Linked DNA regions of Mus musculus: region 2 is linked to region 1. Evidence: chromatin contacts called from public ChIA-PET data. All regions are on one chromosome and are shown on one strand. Each heading gives the region's core, a stretch centred on a gene start, on an enhancer-like site or on the middle of the called end of the contact. The rest is flanking DNA. Distances are from core to core; before and after follow the strand shown. Region 1 overlaps Crim1 (cysteine rich transmembrane BMP regulator 1 (chordin like)). Region 2 has its middle 13 kb from the start of Gm32464.

Region 1 (2,941 bases), core at 231-2,730:
CCCGCTGGAAAACTAGGAAGTCGTCAGCCAGAAACAAAGAATACATCCTTGATTCAGAGGAACAGTCCAGCCCCTGAAAACCACACACACATTAATTCATCTTGTGTTAATCTCTTCCCTCCCCAGCTCTGCAGTCACCACTTACTGCATCACTTCCTCCTGATGCAAAAAACACTGAGCAACAGGGGTCACAAATCAAAAGCAGGAAGGTGCCATAGAAAAGACAATGCCCAGGACTCCAGCAGCAGGAGCAGCTTATGTGGGCTGCTCTTCTTGTCTTAGCGCCCATACACCATTACAAGAGGAACCCCATACCCAAAGAGATTATCTGAGTGCCCAGGCTACTACCCTATGCGTGGCAGCAGTCAATAAGTACTAGGGGATGTGTCAAATTTTATGAGTAGGACATTTCTAAACTTTTTTAAACCAAAGGTTGAATGTTAATGAACCCTGAAATGACTTTCTTGAGAAAGTCGCACATTTCACAAGGAACAGAGACATCAGATCTAGAGGTAAACAGCCTGTCTATGAGTCACAGAAGGGCTTTGCAACTAATTAAAACTCCGTCCAATTGATTTTTGTTGCTCATGAATGTCTATCTCCCTCAGCTCCCACGCTCAGCGCCATTCCATTTGCATCTGGCTGTCCTGAGTATGTCACTGCCTGGGTGAACATCTTCCTAGATGGTAAGAAAGTGTATTAAAAAAAAGCGAAACGTGAGGCTGGGGTTCTGAGGCGAACACAAGCCTGGAAAGAACACGATGGGATGATCAATCCTGGAAAAGGACGAACGAAGTCACCCTCACGCTCCACAGAAGGTTGATCCTGGTGACTTTCAGCTGCAAGTGGGAGAAACTAGCTTCTTACTGGGAGCTGAGGGGGGCACATCTGTGTGGAGTTGTATGCATTCAACTTTGTCCCTTTCATTCACAAAGATCTTTCCATTTTCATTCCAAAAAAAAAAAAGTAGGAACAAAAGGAAGGAGGGAAGGAAAGAAGGAGGGAGGGGAGAGGAGAGGAGAAGGAGAAAGAAAACCTATATTTAAGGAACTGTTCCTCCCAGATGACCTCTTAACCAAGATACTAATAAACATGCAATACTGCAAGCCTGGAAAAGCATAAAATAAGTCTACCAAAAAATCCTTCCCTACCCTGACAGGCCATACGGACACTTGAAACCATCAGCTTTTGACAGAAGGCAGATTCACATTAAAGCCACTGTGCTCATAAAATCATGCTTGAGCTTCCTCTCATAGACTCCCCTCCTCTCTCTAGTAAAAAGACTGTGGACACTTCACCTGACTTGGGTGAAGTGTCCACGGTACCAGATAATGGCCTGGGAATAAGAATGACACTAACGAATGGGGCACACATTTGAACGGCGAGTGGCTCAGGAAACCTGGGATGGTCCACACCCTCTGGTTGGTGGAGATGACCCAGCTCAGAGCAGCCGGTCTGTTCTCAGGCACTGAAGAACCACCTCCCACTTCCCTCTGGGGGAATCTCAGCAAGTGCTCATGTCACCTAGCTGTCCCTGTGGCCACTCAGAGGGCTGGGATTCTATAGAAGAAAATGTTTTTTTTTTTTTTTGTGTGTGTGTGCGTGTGTGTGTAGGGCTAGGGTTCAGCTGGACACAGCTGGGCCAGGCAGCCACTCAGCAGCAACGTGTGACAGAGCCCACGCTGAACCCTGGGAAAACCTGAGAGGTCATCTCCAGCCAAGTTAGAAACCACACACACAGGAGGGGCTGCCCAGAGCCACTCAGGGGAGAAAAAAAAACCCTAAACCTGCTGAAGCCAGGCATTAGATCAGCATCTGGTTAGCACTTCCTGGAGGTACAAACAGAAAGTTGAAAGCTGGTTCTGAAAGAGCACCCCTTCCCTAGCTTGAGGCCAGGATGCATTTCGTCTTTTAGCAACAATAACTGATGTATTCTTAAAACGCACAGTGTGTTCATTTTAAAATAAGACATATTACATGTGAAGCAAAAACCTTCTCTGCTACGCCCAGTGTTGCTTTAACACGAGGGTTAGACAAGGATGGGCAGGGAGTTGGTAGAATTGAGCACATCTTAGGACATAAGAGAGGACTGGAAAATGTAGTTGTGTATGTTCTTAAAGAGGTTAAGACCGAACAAAAGAAAGGGAAGAATCATTGAATGGCACAGGACCTCAAAAGAGTCCTTGCCTATGGAACGTGCCTGGGAAGCACTGCTCGAATGTTAAAATGAAAGTTCACATGACACTAAGTCCTTCCTGTGGTCATTCCCAGTGCAGTGGAAGAAAACTTCCCTCTTTACCTACCTACCACGCTTCTCTTAGCAAGGGATACAACATCTTTAATCAGGACTTCCTCCTATCTCCTTGAAGAGCAGGAGAACCCACAACTCCCAGAAGGGTAGGTCACTGTATGATGTCTCCCAGCCAGAATGCAGGTAACGTGAGTGGTTTTCAAGCGACTGTTCTCTCTAACTGGTCTGAGGCCAAGTTCCTGGAGCTTCCTGCTTTTATTTCCCAGATACTTGACACTGGTTTCCGCCTTCTCGGAGCCCTTTCTGTTTTTCCTGTGCCGCTTATCAGGCCATCAAATTGGCAATGAACTCAAACATGTTTTGAACAATAATTCTTCTAAAAATCTATACCTATAGTATATAGTTTTAAAATGTTGACTTAACCTAAGCTAAAAGTCTACTGTTTCAAATATTTTACTTTGACTCTGTTTTCTTTCTCCTATCATGAAATGGGGGTTAAAGTCATTTAAAGACACACTCACACACCACACACACACCTCCATATATGTGTGTGTGTGTGTGTGTGTGTGTGTGTGTGTGTGTGTGTAGGCATTTATTTTCCCCAAATGAAAAAGCAGAATACTCTTATGTGGATGTTCATTATACAGACCTGCAATCTAGTTGATGTTGCTGTGTGATGTTTTATTTTCG
Region 2 (2,941 bases), core at 202-2,701, 210 kb before region 1:
TCTGACTCCCTCCCTGGCCTCCCTGGGCACTGTGTGAATACTCAGACTCCTAGGAAGCAGAATAGTGGTGCCCAGGGGGAGGGAGAGAAAAAACAAAACCTTTGGGTAATGGTGAAGAGTCTTATATTTGCAAGGAGAGAAAGCTGTCAAGATAACTTCTACAAAACAAAAACCAACACTATGCAACATATTTGAAGTGGTTAAGAAAGAAATAAACACAGAAAAGGATATATTTTAGAGTTGGGAACCCTTTTAAAATGAAAGTATATGACATCACTTCCTTCCTCTCGTTCCTTCCCTCTCAACCCTTGAATGTTCTTCCCACTCTCAAACTCATGGCCTCTTTTTCTTTGACTATCACACACACACACACACACACACACACACACACACACACACACAGACACACACTACTGAATCCATTAGTACTGCTTCTATGTATATGATGCTACGGGGACCACTTGATACAGGATAAACTACTAGGGACCTTACTCCTGGGGAAGCTGAGTTCTCCCTTGGCATTTGCTATGGTTCTTTGTCTAGGGGTGGGGACCAGTGAGGTTCTCCCTTTCAGCATTAGCATGTCCATTAGTAGATGTTAATTTTGAAAACCAGAGAGGAAGAACAACACCCCATAATTTTAGCTGATAAATAGTCTTCTCTTACTTTTTGGCAAACTGGTCTTAAATGAGACGCAGTCGCTGTCTGCCAGATTCTTGTGTTTCAGATGCTGGAGGCAGGGGAATCGTGGTGGGGCGGGACAAGTGTGGCTCTCCGTAGAAGGGGCTTAGGGTCTGGGTAAGAGCCTTGAAGTTGAATAAACTTGCATAGTTATTGTTCAAGTGTGGAAGAACGTCATAGCACATTAAGTACCAGCTACTTCCTAGGTCTCTCTAACTGAATAAAGCTACCCCTGTCCCTCAGATGTTGCATGAAGCAAAGTCCTGAGTTGTAGCAACTCTTAAATAACCTTGAAGAAACATTCAGTTTGTGACAGTTTTCAGCTTGTCAATAGATATGATCGAGCATAAAGCCTCTTGGTAGCCGCTGAGCTGCAGCTGAAGCAGCCCCTGCAGAAGCCACCTCCATGGAGGATCAGCTGCCCACAGTTCCTGGCGGGGGCACCAGAGCCTTAGGAGCAATGCTGAGGCTTTCGGCACACATCATACCTTCCCCAAAATGGTCATGACTTGAGGTAAGCCGGAGAGCACGACAGGCATGTGACCTGTTGATGAATGGCAGGCTTTCCAGCCAAGAACATTATTGGATCTTTCTTGTCCCTGGATTCGGCTTCCTAACTTGACCTCACTTGAAAATAGAATGGGTTATTTAGAAGCTGAGACAGGATTTATTGCCACGGAATTTATGAATTAGCTTTTACCTCTACTGGGAGCTGAGCCTTTGGGTTAGTCTTAGGCAGGCTCTGACCTTGAGATACAGGCTGCCTGCCCTGCCCTTGACACAGGAAACAGTGTCTAACTTCAGGATACAGATCGGTGAGCTGCCTCCTTTCCACCACTTCCTAAATAGACCCAGAGAAAAACATTGTAACGATGAAAACAATAATTGTTTCTATCAGCCCTGTGGTCTCTGCTAAAGCAGATAATATGAATTACAATGTTATACACTTTCCATGGGTCTGAATACACTTATTTTTTGTTTCAAAGAAAGAGGGTGAAAATAATATTCTCTGAATTTAATTTTTTATTCCTTTCTGGTATTTTTTCTTCCCTCCCCTCCCTCCTTCCACCCCACTGCTTCTGTCTTCATATCAGTTGAGCTAGTTGGAAGAGCATTTATGAGTTTGGAGCTAGGAGAAGACCAACCTCTCCGTTCTGAGGAGCCATGGAACTCTAGGAAACTTCCCAGCCCTCAGTGTATCAGTTACCTCTCATTTCAGATAAAAAAAAAATGATGCCATTGGGCTGCTTAGGGTTTCCATAATGATGACACAAAATAGATGATAGATGGTAACTGCCACTTATAATTATTATGTTGGATTCTTACGGACAAGTTCTTATGGAGTAAGAAAGGAAAAACCGGCTCAGATTGCTATAAAACTATTGGAAGAGATGGTTGGAGGATTCAATGCACAGGAAAGGGGAATAGGGAAAGGGTATAATTACTTACATCAGTGTAGTAAGAAGATTGTTGTAGCAAATAAGCAGAATCCAGTGAACGCTCTCATATGACCTGCCGGTGTAAGCCCGTGTAAGCCACATAAACCCGTTCCTTTCCTAAGCTGCTTTTGCTCAGGGTGTTTTGCTAACCATGAACTTTATATAGTGTCTATGTTGGCAAGGCTAGTTTAAGAAATACAATTCTTTAAATAACATGGACAGAAAAAAAAGAGAGAAAGAAGAACTTTCCTGTGCAAGATTGGTCTAGTCAATACTCCAGCTTGGTTGGAGAGGGACCGGTGAGCTCTGACCCCTAGATGAGGAGCCACTGGCAGTTGGGGGCTTCTCAGGGAAGGACAGTCACTTTTTCTTAAGGGTATGACTCCTGGTAGGTCAACCAAAGTGCAGTGAATGACCTCATTCTCATGAGTATAGGATAAGGCCGGTCACAAAACAAACAAACAACAACAACAACAACAACAAAACCACACACAACCCAAAAGGACACAAAGTTGGGAAGGAGCAAAGGGGAATAGATCTAACAGAATATAATCAAAATATATCGTATGCACGTATGAACTTCTCAAAACATTAAAAACAAGTTGTATTTTTAAAAATGAGCTGAGATCATTCTCCAGGTGGACAGGCTGAGTTTCAAGAGCTTAAGCACCCTGCCTTTGGATACATATCCGGTGACAGAGCTGGGTCAGAACTGGTAGGTGTCCTGACTGGAGCCCATGGGTGGGCGGCCATCCTGCTTGAGCATCGAGCTTTTGAAATGCGACACCTTCAGAAAATGCCCAGAGATCTTTCATGCTGGA

The links. ChIA-PET counts read pairs in DNA pulled down with a chosen protein or histone mark.
Region 2: a contact with region 1 is called in an RNA polymerase II ChIA-PET map of memory CD8 T cells, with 27 read pairs. The contact joins two enhancer-like sites. A contact is called at or near these places in 1 of 15 datasets of contacts at CTCF or cohesin (the NIH/3T3 cell line), 5 of 115 datasets of contacts at active chromatin or transcription factors (bone marrow-derived macrophages, cardiomyocytes, memory CD8 T cells and 2 more) and 1 of 9 other capture datasets (adipose tissue).

The regions. Positions count from the first base shown.
Region 1 is chr17:78,244,445-78,247,385 of GRCm38.p6, reverse strand. The region is part of intron 2 of Crim1 (cysteine rich transmembrane BMP regulator 1 (chordin like)); the gene reads right to left. Among named protein-coding and RNA genes, the nearest start is that of Gm41620, 35 kb to the left of the region's middle. Within about 2 kb of position 1,480, at least 68 of the 459 cell types and tissues checked have an H3K27ac peak or open chromatin away from gene starts, as enhancers often do. A contact at or near this core is called in adipose tissue and memory CD8 T cells, where this site is marked.
Region 2 is chr17:78,449,916-78,452,856 of GRCm38.p6, reverse strand. No RefSeq gene overlaps it. Among named protein-coding and RNA genes, the nearest start is that of Gm32464, 13 kb to the left of the region's middle. Within about 2 kb of position 1,451, at least 32 of the 459 cell types and tissues checked have an H3K27ac peak or open chromatin away from gene starts, as enhancers often do. A contact at or near this core is called in adipose tissue and memory CD8 T cells, where this site is marked.